Regions from separate parts of the Zea mays genome. Here all the other regions are linked to region 2. The links are chromatin contacts, called in public Hi-C maps. All regions are on one chromosome and are shown on one strand. The core of a region is the stretch at or near the end of the contact, and the rest is flanking DNA. Distances in the headings are between cores, read along the strand shown. Region 1 holds the start of LOC100280300. Region 2 holds the start of LOC100381541. Region 3 holds the start of LOC103633186 (ubiquitin carboxyl-terminal hydrolase 27).

Region 1 (4,558 bases), core at 849-3,348, 790 kb before region 2:
TGGCTTAGTCGAAATGAAGTTGCTTTTAATCATAAACCAATACCATCAATTCTGCAGGTCATTTTCAGAGGTACTTACTGGTTCAGATTCTGGAGACTTCTACAGAAGGAGGAATCACATCAACAAATCCTCGATGTCTGTCAAGCGTTGGAAGTGGTGGCGATGAAAGTCTTTGCAAATCATGGATGGCGCTCAAATGCAAGAATTGAGGATGCCTAGAGTTACCTACATTCTAGTGATTTTGCTTCTTTAAGTTAGTTTCATTATCTATGCAACGTTTCTCGGATGTAATAATTGTCTTGTGTTGGCTGTACGCATTACCATGCTAAAGCCGGAACTCATGTTTCCATTATCAAAAAAAAAAAATGTGCACTTCGCTGTGAGGACGAGGAGACTGGAAAGAGGAAGGAATGGAAGTAGAAGTGCTCAGGAATCTGGATCCACTGCTGCATTACTTAAGCCACCTTTAAACTTTTGAACTCAAAAGCTTTTCCTAATCTATTGAGGTTGACCTCATCATCACATGGGCGCTGCTTAATCTTCATACTGTGCATGTGGATCTCTTAGGTTCAGAATTCTTACTAGTAGTCACAGGGTCGCATGGAGTAGTAAACTCTCAAGAACACAAGCAGTTTTCCAGTCAACTCTTTATCTGCATATATATATATATATATATGTGATGTGATTATTGCCTAACGGTCTCGGTACGTAGGAACTGTGAGCCTGATGAAAAAAAAGAGCACCCTTCATTTAGTACTCACTGTGATTGCTGCATTGCAGATCTGGTTTACGATGAAGCGAGGTGATTAGGTCGATAAACTTGGACGGTTCAGATTGCGCACACGAGATGCGATGCTGGACCACTGATCCTAGTTGTAGCTTCAAGTGTAAGATGCAACATAGTGGTCCATCTAAAGTACTAGCTGTGTTTGGTTGGACACTATTTGGCATAAATTTGAAGCCCAACGAAAAATTCACTGATCTCATGGAGTGGTAGATACCTTACCTTCTCTAGAACTGACGGTACGTATATTGTAACGTAACTCCAAGCTATATGCTGGCTGTGTAGTTTTTAGACTAATTAAAATGGTTTGTTTTTATTTAATCTAAAATATAAATAAGAATGGGTCATGTAACTTTAGAACCAATTTGGTACAATTCTAGCTCGAGGCTATAGTTTATAGACCAAATTAAAGTAATTCAAATATGTAAAAAAAATTATAGTTTCTTAGAGCTAGATCTCTGATAAACACAACCGGAACAGATTTGCAGTTCTAAATCTAGAATTTTCTATAGCTATAGCTATAGGTGACCAGCTCTAAAAAAATCTATTTTCTAGATTCATTTTAGATCTAGAGCTCTACCAAAATAGAGACGTAGAGCACTCCAAGAGTCTATATTCTTTCTAATCTATATAAATAGAGATTTTTATAAAAAATATTCTCCAATAATTATCTAAATGGCTATATAAATATAGTCATTTTCTATTCCGAGTTTCTCGCGAATAGCTCTCTAGAATGCAAATAAAATATAAAAAGGTTGTTGGATATTAAAAAGATATAGAAGACAATTTTTATGTAAATGACTCTTTAAATGATAATTTAGAGAGTAAAAATAGAAATACTCTTGTTTTACAGAAATCAGTTATTTTTTGCAGAAAAAAACACAGAAAACTGAAAAAATTACAGCAGTACAACAGAACAGTAATCGGTAAAAGACAAAACATAGCACAGTGCCCTGCGTATATACTCACAAGACTTCAGATCTTGTCACCACATACTGATGACAAAACACTCCTGAAAACCCAAGCAGAAAAAGGCAAATCTTGTGGCAACCAGTTCCCAAAACCGCATCGAGAACAAGCAGTTTTGCTTTTGTTGGTTACTTCGTCCGTACCTCTCATTGGCTCATTGCAGCCAAAAGCAACCCAATAATTGTTGGCTATTCACAAACAAGTCCTCTCCTCGTCTCCTACCTCGCCCAATCGCCCGTTTCACCTCCATCCCCTTCCGTTGCCCAATTTTACTCCGAGTGAGATCCATATATAACCAGGCAACCACCGCTGCCGGTCTATCTGCCTCTCTCTTCCCCTCCCTCTCTGGAACCAGGGTGGTTGTCAAGCGGTGTTGGAGTTGGGAGTCCTTGCCATTGGTACAAGAGCAAGAAGCAAGGACAGGGAGGGGCGAGAGGAGGAAGAAAGCGAGGGACACTAGAAAGGTGCTTGCTTTGTTTCCAGTTGCTTCTTCTCTCTCCCTGGGCGGGAGAGAAAGAAGCAGGAGAGATATGGGCGAGATGGTCGTGGCCGGGTATGGCATGGACAAGGCTCTGCGGGCCAGCGTCAGCTTCGACACGCCATGCGGCGCGCTGCTGCGCGAGCTTGAGGTGCGTTTCTCCCCCGAGAAGGGAATGTGCTTTGGTTGTTTGTTCGCCGTGTCCTTGATTTTCTTGTTCCTTCGGAACATTTGGTAATTGTCTGAATCAAGGATTCAGGAATAATGGAGTGCTTCCTTGCTTCTGAGGAATTTGCGGGTTGTTTTTTCTCTCACAAGAACAAAGTTTCAGTTTTTCTCGTCATTTCGAGATTCTGACGTGTCCATCAATTTTCAAGACACGAGCCTTTGAAGAGGTGCTACGATTTTTGAAAGAGCAGCTGGAAATCTGTTGATTCTGCTGCTTGTGGCTTTTATCATTTGAGCTTTAATGGCTCAACCATTGAGTGTGTGTCGTCTTGTTCTCTATATTTTTTTAAGAAGCAAAGGGGGATACATGTGTTTACTTCTCTCCGCTGATTATAATTGTTCGAAGGGCGAATGGATTTGGAGGACAAGAAGGCTCGAAATAGGATCGATACTGTAACCCTTTAATGGTATAATTAGGGGCGCTTGGTACTAGTATCCACTGGCTGACATAGCACGAGAAAGAAGAATATGCAATGTTATGCTGATATTTATTTTCATAACTAGCACAGTAGCACTAGATATGCTCAAAATTGGATTTGTAACGAATGAGCTAGTAGTTCTGATAATGTAGCTCTCTGATTCCTCAATGCGGGGGAAATAATAACTAGGGAACTGAAAATTTAACAACCCCCCATCTCTGTTTTTTACGGTAAGTGGCAGGACCTTTGCCTTTCAATTAAGATAGAAAAGAACTTCTACATATACTGATGTTTATTGTATGCCAAGTCACATTTCCATTTTATCTCGTTGATGTTTGTTGTATGCTCTATAGCCTTAACTGTTTTTTTGGGTTCGTGTGATCAGTCTGTTTGTTCATTGATTCACAAGTACGCACGTCATTTGGTTGCTTGCCGTGTCCCATTTCATGAGTTACTGGGTAGCATACTAGCATTATTTCTAACAACAAGGAATTATCCACGACTTTCCCATGTACAATCACTGTAAACTCCATTTTAAAAGAAAAACATAACTGCATTCTGTAAAGTTGCATGTGGTGATTAAAAATAGTGTTCAGGTGCTTACAGAGATTTTCTAGTTTGTAAAGTTTGTATCTTTGTTTTGTACATTACTTTGTCATGTCTGAACATCTGACAAGTGAACTTTGTTTCAGCAAATATGGACAGAGATTGGGGAGCGTGAACAAGATAAAGATCGCATGTTCCTTGAACTGGAAACAGAGTGCATGCGTGTGTACCGTAGAAAGGTTGATAGTGCCAATGCTGAGAGAGCCCAGCTCCGTCAGTCACTGATGGCCAAAGAAGCAGAGCTTAAAGCTCTAGTTGCTTCTATCGGGGAAAATGGCCCACGATTTACGGTATATTTTGTCATACTTTGTATTTTAGCTTTTCAACCTCAATATGTTATCGTGTATCATGTGGTTCTCAGTTTTGTTTCGCCTATCAAGCTGAGTATATTGGAAGGTGCGTTGGAAAGTGCATTGTTTACACCAAGTAATGAAATCATTTGTTGATGTCATGCAGCACCTTGTGTAGAATATTTGATATTCTGCTGGTTGGCTGTCTTTTTTAGTTAATGATGAAAAGACAGCATAGTGAATGGTGACATCGGCAGCTGAGTCATTCAGTTGTTGCATAGTCATGTCAGATGGGTACAGTGGAAAATAGTACGAAAATTGGTCCGTGTAATCAATTTTTTGTTGATTACAATTGTAAACCCTGCCGTCAGTTGAGGAATACATGAATATGATGTTTTCGTATAATTTAAAACTACCTGGATGGTGCATATATATTATTTTTTCAGGCCCAAAAGCTGTACTATGAAACAATGATGTGGGATCTTCTGACACACATGCATTAGATACTGCTAAAAGAAGTACTTTTCTTATGGAATGTCATATATGTTTTTATTCATCCTAGTTGCTAATGTCATATATGTTAAATGCCCGAGTCAAAAATCAGGCAGCTGAGATCATTGTATAGTCTGAAGTAAACCAGCGTGTTCCATTTCTTTCTTGTCATGAGAGATATTTCATTTGTAGGTGGATGAAAAGCACACATCGTTGAAAGATCAACTTGCTGCAGTGGCACCTCTTTTGGAAGATCTTAGAGTAAAGAAACAAGACAGAGTCAAACAAATCT
Region 2 (4,346 bases), core at 538-3,037:
AGGTTGTATGCAAAGCCTACTGAATTGTTTCTTTACACAATATCAAATGCACGGCTGGTTGGCAATGCTTTGATCTCGTCAGAAAAATGATTGCCAGCCTGCTAGTGCTAGTTCAGACGACGATGCCATTTGGATAATGCTGCTCGACGATGAAACCTTGCCTAGATTGACCTTAACCAACGCATTATAATAAAAAGGAAGCGAGAAAACTATCTAGACGCACGGATCGTGTGATGAACAAGAGGCAAATAGTCAAATACTAGCTCCCTTCATATTTTTTTTTAAATAATGCCATTCTATTCTAGCACGGTTCTCATCGGTTTAGATGGAGCTCTTGCAGTCTTGCTGGCTCGGTTCTGAAGAAGACAAGCGCCGAACAATATCGATAAATTTCAGACAAGGACGGTATGTTACGTTTTCAACTTCTGTGCTTTCGACAAATCTCAGCCGTTTTCAATTTAACTGCGCCGAACAATATCGATAAATTACAGACAACGACGGTGGAAATGCCCGGGAAACTCCCGGTCCGGGTCGATCGGACAAGGCGTGTAGCAGACGGCAATGACGCTTGCTGTTGTCGGGATCTTCCTCCCTCCCCTAGGTGACACTGACACCGTCCAGTCATTATAAGCTGAAAACATCATGTGTGGACTGCCTGCTTATATTTATTAGAACGGACTGGATGCTAACTATGTTGATCTAGTCTGAAATTGAAAGCGTACTTTGTATTTTTCCAGAGAAATATGCACATCAAACATGCATCGTAAGAGAAACGATCCCGAGCAAGTGAACACGATCAATAGCTTGACGAATTTTTGGATGTGTCTCTGTGATCGTGGAGTGTGCGCATCTTGAAAAAAAATCATAGGTGAGAGCAGGGCACTTGTTTGCTGTCTGCAGTCTGTAGAGCTGGCAACAAGGGCTCCTATACGCCTCCTTCTTGAGAAACAGGACATGGAAACAGTGGACCAGTCTGATTACCATTTCGTCTGTACATATTCAGGGTAGCGTTGTGCCGTCCGGTTCGGTTCTTAGCCAAGAACCGTATAGATCTACATGTACCTTGGACCTCGGCCCTTAGCGTTGTGCCATCCTGCTAGCTGCGTGCAGCGTGCTAACATTTTTTTAATTTATTTTGAGATTGAAACGCAAACTCATTGTACTAAATCTAGTGTACAAAAAGACAATGCCTGGCGAAAGTTCAAGCCATCTTTTATGAAACGAAAGGTTTAAACCTATTATCGTGTCGAATAGAGAAACGCACATGCACAGAAACTAAAACTCACTTAGGCTAAAAGAAAAAGACGTCCACACAATTGAACTTTGCGATTTGTCTTTGATATAATATTTTTTTTCTTTTAGTAGCCATGGATTTTAGACGAAATCTCATCAATCGGACGCGTACGTGTGGTCTCGTCAGATCAGACATTCGTATCAAAAGAAATCCGGTGGACGCGAGCTTAATAGAAGAATGATTCCTTTCCGGTGGACGTGGAGTCGTGGACGCGGGAGCAGATATCACTAGAAATAAACGATAACGTTACTAAATTTATTTTATGTCGACGTATAGATATGCGTAAACAAATCTGAAGACACCGGTTGCGCCAACGGTTCTGGCAGTACGATCTGAGCCGTCGGCCGCGCGATCTCGCGGTGCAGGAGCCGTGCGCCGACCCCGCCCGTGCCCGTTTTGCGTTACGCCTCCCAGTCCCGGCACAGCCCACGTTTTATAGGCAGGCGCGAGCGCGACCGCGCGGCGCAGAACGCGCGGGTACGGGGCGTCCTTGCCATTTCCCACCCTACTTGAGCTAGGCGGCAGGACGGACGCGGACGGGCGGGGGAGGAGAACACACGACCGCGACGGAATCGCGAGGGGTAGGCGAGGCGAGGCGAGGCGGCGACCGAGGGAGGAGCAGTCGAGCAGAGCGTAGGGGGCGCGAGGGATGGACGCGAACGGGTGCGGGGAGAATGACGACGCGCGGGCGCCGCTCCTGGCCGGGCCTGGGCGGCGGCGCAACTCCGTCGCGTCCATGCGCGGGGAGTTCGTGTCGCGGTTGCCCAAGAAGGTGCTCGACGCCGTCGACCCCGAGCGCCCGTCGCACGTCGACTTCTCCCGCTCCAAGGGCCTCCTCGAAGGTTCAACCCGTGATCCCAGCCACTCGCCGCATTCTTGGGTTGTTTTCCTTTGCCGTTGGTTGGTTCACTCTGTCCCTACAATCTTTATAGGCGTTTCATTTTCTTAATCTGGTAATTGTGCATCAAAGCTGGCGTTACTATCGGGCACTTTATCTACAGACTATCCTGGTGATATGATTGATGTGCTTTTGAACCTAGATTCTGGAGTTGTCGTAGATTATTCGATGCTTCTGTGGATGACCCGGACACTTATTCTTGATCCTCCGCAGACTTTTCTGGGTTCCTAGGATTTCCCTTACTTTTATGATTGAACAGCTCGTGACTTCACTATCACTTGGTGCTTCTTGTGTGCATGTTTCTTTGTAAAATAGATAGCTTATATTCTCTACATATTTGGTGGAGGAATTACCTTTTCGGCGTGTTTGTGACTTTGTTCTCTGGTCATGGCTCTGGCCTTCTAGGTGGTTTGTTGGATTCTCTGTACATCCAACCGTGAAGCTATGGAACATGGTGTTTGTTTTTGTCCAAATCCCGAAAGATAACGTTGTTACTTTCTTATGTTCTACAGCAGGCATGCAAACGAGTTTTACAGATACCACGTAGCAGGCAGTGTCCTGGCCTCCTGGCCTCCTGGCCCTGGGGCACCTTTCTCTCCCTGAAACTAAAGTAATTTTTTTAACTGTGCGTCCGTGATTGCATATGGTTCATTATTTTCCTCTTTTTTCTGGGGCCTGCAGCTCTGCAGTCTGCACTCACTCCACAGCTTTGATCTCTGTATTATCTTTTGGATCTTTGACTGAAGTTGGAATACTTAGTATTATGTAGGATTGAAACATGGATATTATACAGTACCAGCCTGTTTCTAATTGCAGTATCTATATGGAGTACGACGTTCTGGATCTGCCTAGTGGCTAGTGCCTATTATTCGCCACCCTTTTACTGAATATCTTGAAGGATAGCAGATTTTTTTCCTTCTCCTGAATGAAATAGAATTCTGCGCTCATAGAGAAAACAGGTTTCAATCATACACAAGACTTTTTTTTTTTGCAATTTTGGTCTTATTTTTTGATCCTTAGGTTTTCCTTACTCGATATTTGTTTAAATAACTGAGATTTCTTTTATCTTAGCCTTGCTAGTATATACCAACTTAATTGCCTCAATACCGTTCTTGTTATTTACTGCATCTGTCCTAAAATAGTTGACACATTAGCTATGAATCTAGACAATGCCAACTTTTTGGGGACGGAGAAAATATTTGAAATATGTTATAACGTTTGATGTATGTTGTATTTCTATCATAATTTTCTAGCCTTATATTATTAATAATACTCTTTCATGTCATATTATTTGTTGAGATTGAGATAGACTATTTCGAATGTATTAGCAGTAGAGCTTACGCCTTTCCTTTTAAAAGCTTCTTATATATCTTTAATTCTATATGATCGACAATCTAACAAAGTGTTGTGCTTTTTGTGCCTATTATTTAGGGGAGAGAGAGTACTATGAGAAACAATTTGCCACATTGAGGTCCTTTGAGGAAGTTGACTCACTAGAAGAATCCAATGAAATCAACGAGGATGAGGAGCTTGCGGAGCAAATCCAGAGTGAATTTGCTATGAAGATATCAAATTATGCAAACATTGTTCTCTTAGCGTTGAAGGTTGGTTCCTCCCCTGCTTTTCAATTCAAATGCATGAACTCCTGTACGATGATTAGACTATTTCCCCCCACAGGTATACGCTACAATAAAAAGTGGATCAATTGCTATAGCTGCCTCAACACTGGATTCACTGCTTGATCTCATGGCTGGTGGTATCCTTTGGTTCACACATCTGTCAATGAAGAGCATCAATGTCTACAAGTACCCCATTGGCAAACTGAGGGTACAGCCTGTAGGCATTATCATCTTCGCTGCTGTCATGGCCACTTTAGGTATTCTTGTTTTTTCTCCCAATGGGAAGTGGTTAAACAATCTAGTCACATTCTTTCCTCATTACTTGTTTGCCACATGTGTACTGCCATGTTAAACTTTACTCAATTGGGTGTTATCTTCCTGTCAAAGTCCTATACATTAATTGTTGTCGCTGTGTCATGTCTCCAGGCTTCCAAGTATTTATTCAGGCTGTTGAAAAGCTGGTAGTGAATGAGGCTCCAGATAAACTGAACCAAGTGCAATTATTGTGGCTATATTCAATCATGATCTTTGCAAC
Region 3 (4,454 bases), core at 258-2,757, 770 kb after region 2:
CTGCACCATTACTTGGCTAATATGTACCACAAAGTTAAGGCTTAGATGCGCTCCTTCAACAATCACATATCCTTTCTGTTCTTCCTAGGATGTAATTAACATGTCCAGGATGCGCCTTGTACCTTTCTACTGTCATTTGTTTGTTGCCAATAAATTCAGCTCTAGGAGGTAATTCTGAAGATCCATGCTGAGATTTGTTATCCGAAGTCACATCTTTGTCTCCACTGGTATTTGGATGAGAAACAACTGAGGTGTTACTTAATTTTATGACAGTTGATGTGAGTCTCAACGAGTACTTAAATTTTGGATACCTTCGGGCACTGACTGATAATCAGCTGCTTTGTTGCTCGTGAAGATGATGAACATGGCAGTGACTCCAGGGGGAACATATCCCTGCAACTGCAAGTGCCATAGTCAAAACAGGATTGAAGCTTTGCTAACCTTTTCCTGTAACAGTTATCAATGTAGTTGTCATACTCAACATTGCAAAGGGCGCAATAGAATTTCCAGTGCAGTGATAATTAATACAAAGTTGAACATAATTACCTCATCAACTTCTGATCTAAGAGAAAGATATTTGGCAGCAATGATGTGCCAACACCGGTCACAACGATAGTTGTCAAGATGCTCCACCACAGTGAAGTACTTTAGGCAATCCACCAAGCTACACCCACTGGTCTAGTGTCATGACATAGGATAAATGTAACAAACAAAAATACCATTAATGAGCATAAAATGGACAGCGAATGAATATTTTTAAAAAAAAACTTGAATCATCCAAGGAAATTTAGGAAGGTTGACGCGGATATACAATATCTCCATTTGCATTAAGGACTGGCAAAAGAGGCAAGCAGTGGAAATTCTCGAAGTCCAATGACAGCTGTGAGATATGTAACAAGGGAGAACATTAAAATTAACAAAACAGGAGTATTTTAAGCTAACTGTCAAAATGCGCAAAATAACTGATTGGCAATATGAAAATAGCATCACTTGTTGTTGGCTAAATTACTTCCATAATAATAATTCTTTAATTTTACCACGGCTAGGAAAGGTAGGGGCATGCACTGGACATCGTGTCAATATCTATGTATCCAGTGGTATATCCGGAACCAAATGCATTCATATATGAAAGACAACAGTAGGTTACTTTTTTATAAGCCACAGTTCAACAGTGACAGAATAAGAAGCATAGGAAATTAGGAATCTACCACAGAAGAACAGTTTCTGCAAGACAATATGCTGCCAACTGTCCCATCAAAGGGGCCAAATAGGTTTTGTTTCCACCGCTTGCATTCAGGCAGGTTACCTTCCCTTTGCTTGTATACTTTGGAGTCAGAAAGGGTGATGTCTGCCAGAGAACTCCTATGTGGTACATAACAATGGGCAAATTCATCCCTCAATGAGATCAGAAGATGGAGAAAAGCTTCTGAAGCATCCTATAAGGAAAATTAGTTCTTATGATGACTGCACATCTAATGCAATACTAAAAAATGAAAACAAGATAGAGAAGTAAATATTATACCTGTTGTCTGGTCAGATTGAAGTGACCAACATTCAAACTCAAAGCATGCATTACTCCATGTGGATTCAACATAGTCCTTTCATCTCGAACTATGCTTAAGTCTGCGACATGCAAAGCTCAAGTACAATAATAACAATTTGTGAGCATGTAACAAAAAAGCATTTATAATCAAATGGTGGACACCAAGAATAGAGTGCCATGCAGTTATATTTTGCAGGACATAACCAATGTCAGAAGAATAAAGCGAAAAAGATAAAAAGAAGTCCCATTCAGTGGTTTTATATAGAAGCAAGAACAGATTATGTGGAGCAAAGAATCCAAGCAATGCAAATAACAAGGACCTATCAATTCCCAAGAAAATCGGAGCATAGGAGAAAACACTGTCAAAAAATTTATAGGTTGCATGGATTCCACCACCGGTGAATGCATTATGTTGCATATGCAGCTGAGGACCCCACATATTTCAGTGCTTTGGCATTGTATGGTTGTCAATGTACCGAAGCTTATAGAGTCAGATGGTTCAAGTTACATAGTACATTTAATAATCCTTATGTCTCTCAATAGTGTAACGAATTAGGAAACACATTATATAATCCATCGTATAAACAAAAATCATTTCAGTATTTATTGAAGACGCCATATCTATACATTATAGTGTAAATTACAAGTTTTTGAGGTAAGTCATGTACATTCAACTATGTGCTTTTGTAGGGCAACACAAACTACTGCATCATATAGCCCAAATGTCGGTTTCACAACAAGTCATTACTTACAAAAACGGTGGAAAAATTCTCGCCTGATCAAACACACAGTTTGCATATTAACACTTTAGCAGCAAAATGACTTGTCGTCTTGCCCTTGTGACAAAACATAAGAATCAGAAACTCTGAGATGAATCATCGTGCCATAAACCTAAAAAAACCAATGAACCAATGAAACAGACATAGTATATTACAACCCATACGGTGGATGTAATAACAGAAATTCTTTTAGGTTCCTTTTGTTTTTGTTCTTTCTCTCAGGGAGCAAACCTCCCAGATAAACCAAGCGACAATGAGGAACTAAAATCGGCACCATACACGAATGATTAGATCCCACAGTGCAACTGGTTGTCTGCATGCACCCTAGGTCAGGTGATATACTTCGAAGGTAACCTAAAACCGAGACCACTGTCTATCTATCCATTTATTAGGTATTTCCTCATTTAGTGTTTTTGTAATAAAAAACTAACATGCTGAGCTCAGATGCTCTGTTTTTCCTCTGCATATATGTAAAACATGCTTGTGTCCTCCTCTTGTCTGAGGGGGGTGATCGGTTACTATTGGGGGTTATTTCTATTCACTGAGAGCTCAAGCATTGCAATGTATTTTGTGTTGATAGACGTCTTTACTTCAGTATAAAATAACCCTGACCTCACCGGGATGAACTATAGTCTTCTTTACGAAAGGTGACCATGCTTCCTATTGAACTGCATGTAAAATAATAGTTTGTTATCTGGTTCACACTTATGTGGCTATCAAGAGCTTGCAAGGACAGTCCAGTTTACACAGGATCTTTGCTGGATTTGCTATTTATGATACTTCCGAATTGGATACATATTTCACCTGTAACATGTTTTTTTTGTAACTTGAAATAACACAGGCTATGAGTTTATTACAAGCAACTTAACTCTTTTATCTATGTCAAGAACAAAGTAGTTATAGCTCAAATAATACATGATGTCAGGAGGAACTTACTGCATATGGCATTTAGTTGTGTTTCATATTTCATATATTAGAAAAATGTTAAATTATGAACATTAACTGGAGACCTTTTTATTTTGTTTTCGTAGCTCATAGTTTGGAATTCTCCTGCATAATACTGGCATTTTTCTTGTCCAAACAATCAGTAAAGGACAACTTTGAAGACACTAAATTTTTACATATTGTTCATTATTATTAATAGGGTTGTTCGGACAGTCCCTACCATCGTCATAATTAACCTTCTTACCTTTCAAGGTTACAAAAAATCTAACACCCCCAAACAAATCCTATGTTGCTAGCAACCTTTTTCATGCTACCTTGTGCTGGGCATGGCTCCTTGTAACAAAGAAGAGAGGAATCGATGCATCCCCAAAAATGAGAGGAGAAATCAAGCATCCATTTGTGAGTATCATTAATCTAACGTATCTAACATGTAGCTACACGAGCATGAGGGATCACATTACAAGACAAAATAAGAAATGAACTCACCTCTTGAAGCTCTTTATTTATATCGATATATTCAGAAATTCCAGCATCATTCTTTTTCTCCTTGATAAGCTTCTTGACCTGAAACACATGGATATAAGAAACATCTGTAAGTACACGAAATGGATTTATCATCTCATGGTAGTGTTTACCCCTTAATGGATAAGAACCATGCATGAAAGTGCATATGGCAGGCTCCATGAGCACATCTCCGGTAAGTCCTGCAGATAGCAATTTGTATTTAATCCTAAAACTGAAACTCTCATTTAGAAAAACAAACTAAGAACAGTCGCGACCATGCCTGCACTGTACGTCTGTGCTCCATGCCAGTAGGTCCCGCATCGCCATCAGCTAAGAACAGCTGGGGCCACCGGGGAGGGATCCGCCGGGTCAGGGCCGACATCGGCGCTGGTGGCGGCGGCGTTGATGGCCTTGCGTCCATAACATCTGATGTTGCTGCTCCTAAATCGTGCGAGATCCGAGGACAAGCCGACCCCGACGGACTGTGGCAGGGACGACGACACCATCACCCATGACGACACCCTGCGACGGGGCGGCGAGGGAGTCGGACGCCAGGTCGAGTTCGGCGCGAGAGAAGAGGAGGGGAGCGTTTGGGGGAAAGGGAGGAGGGAAGCTGCTCTTGCGGGAAGGAGCGTGGAAGGAGGGAGGACGACATGAAGTAATGGAGGCATGGAGCAGAGACA

What was found. A called contact is a pair of places that touch in the nucleus more often than the background predicts.
Region 1: a contact with region 2 is called in a Hi-C map of ear, with 1.7 times the contacts expected there. The contact joins the promoter of LOC100280300 here to the promoter of LOC100381541 in region 2. A contact is called at or near these places in 2 of 25 Hi-C or Micro-C datasets (ear and endosperm).
Region 3: a contact with region 2 is called in a Hi-C map of tassel, with 2.4 times the contacts expected there. The contact joins the promoter of LOC103633186 here to the promoter of LOC100381541 in region 2. A contact is called at or near these places in 2 of 25 Hi-C or Micro-C datasets (ear and tassel).

Annotation. Positions count from the first base shown.
Region 1 is chr1:31,841,010-31,845,567 of Zm-B73-REFERENCE-NAM-5.0, reverse strand. LOC100280300 reads left to right here and starts at 2,098. Exons shown (of 12, transcript NM_001153227.1): 1 at 2,098-2,382; 2 at 3,571-3,774; 3 at 4,459-4,558. The coding sequence starts at 2,284.
Region 2 is chr1:31,046,405-31,050,750 of Zm-B73-REFERENCE-NAM-5.0, reverse strand. LOC100381541 reads left to right here and starts at 1,787. Exons shown (of 7, transcript NM_001174369.1): 1 at 1,787-2,136; 2 at 3,624-3,796; 3 at 3,870-4,068; 4 at 4,238-4,346. The coding sequence starts at 1,944.
Region 3 is chr1:30,271,402-30,275,855 of Zm-B73-REFERENCE-NAM-5.0, reverse strand. It overlaps LOC103633186 (ubiquitin carboxyl-terminal hydrolase 27), which reads right to left and starts at 1,507. Exons shown (of 4, transcript XR_002749369.2): 1 at 1,209-1,507; 2 at 812-880; 3 at 547-678; 4 at 1-447.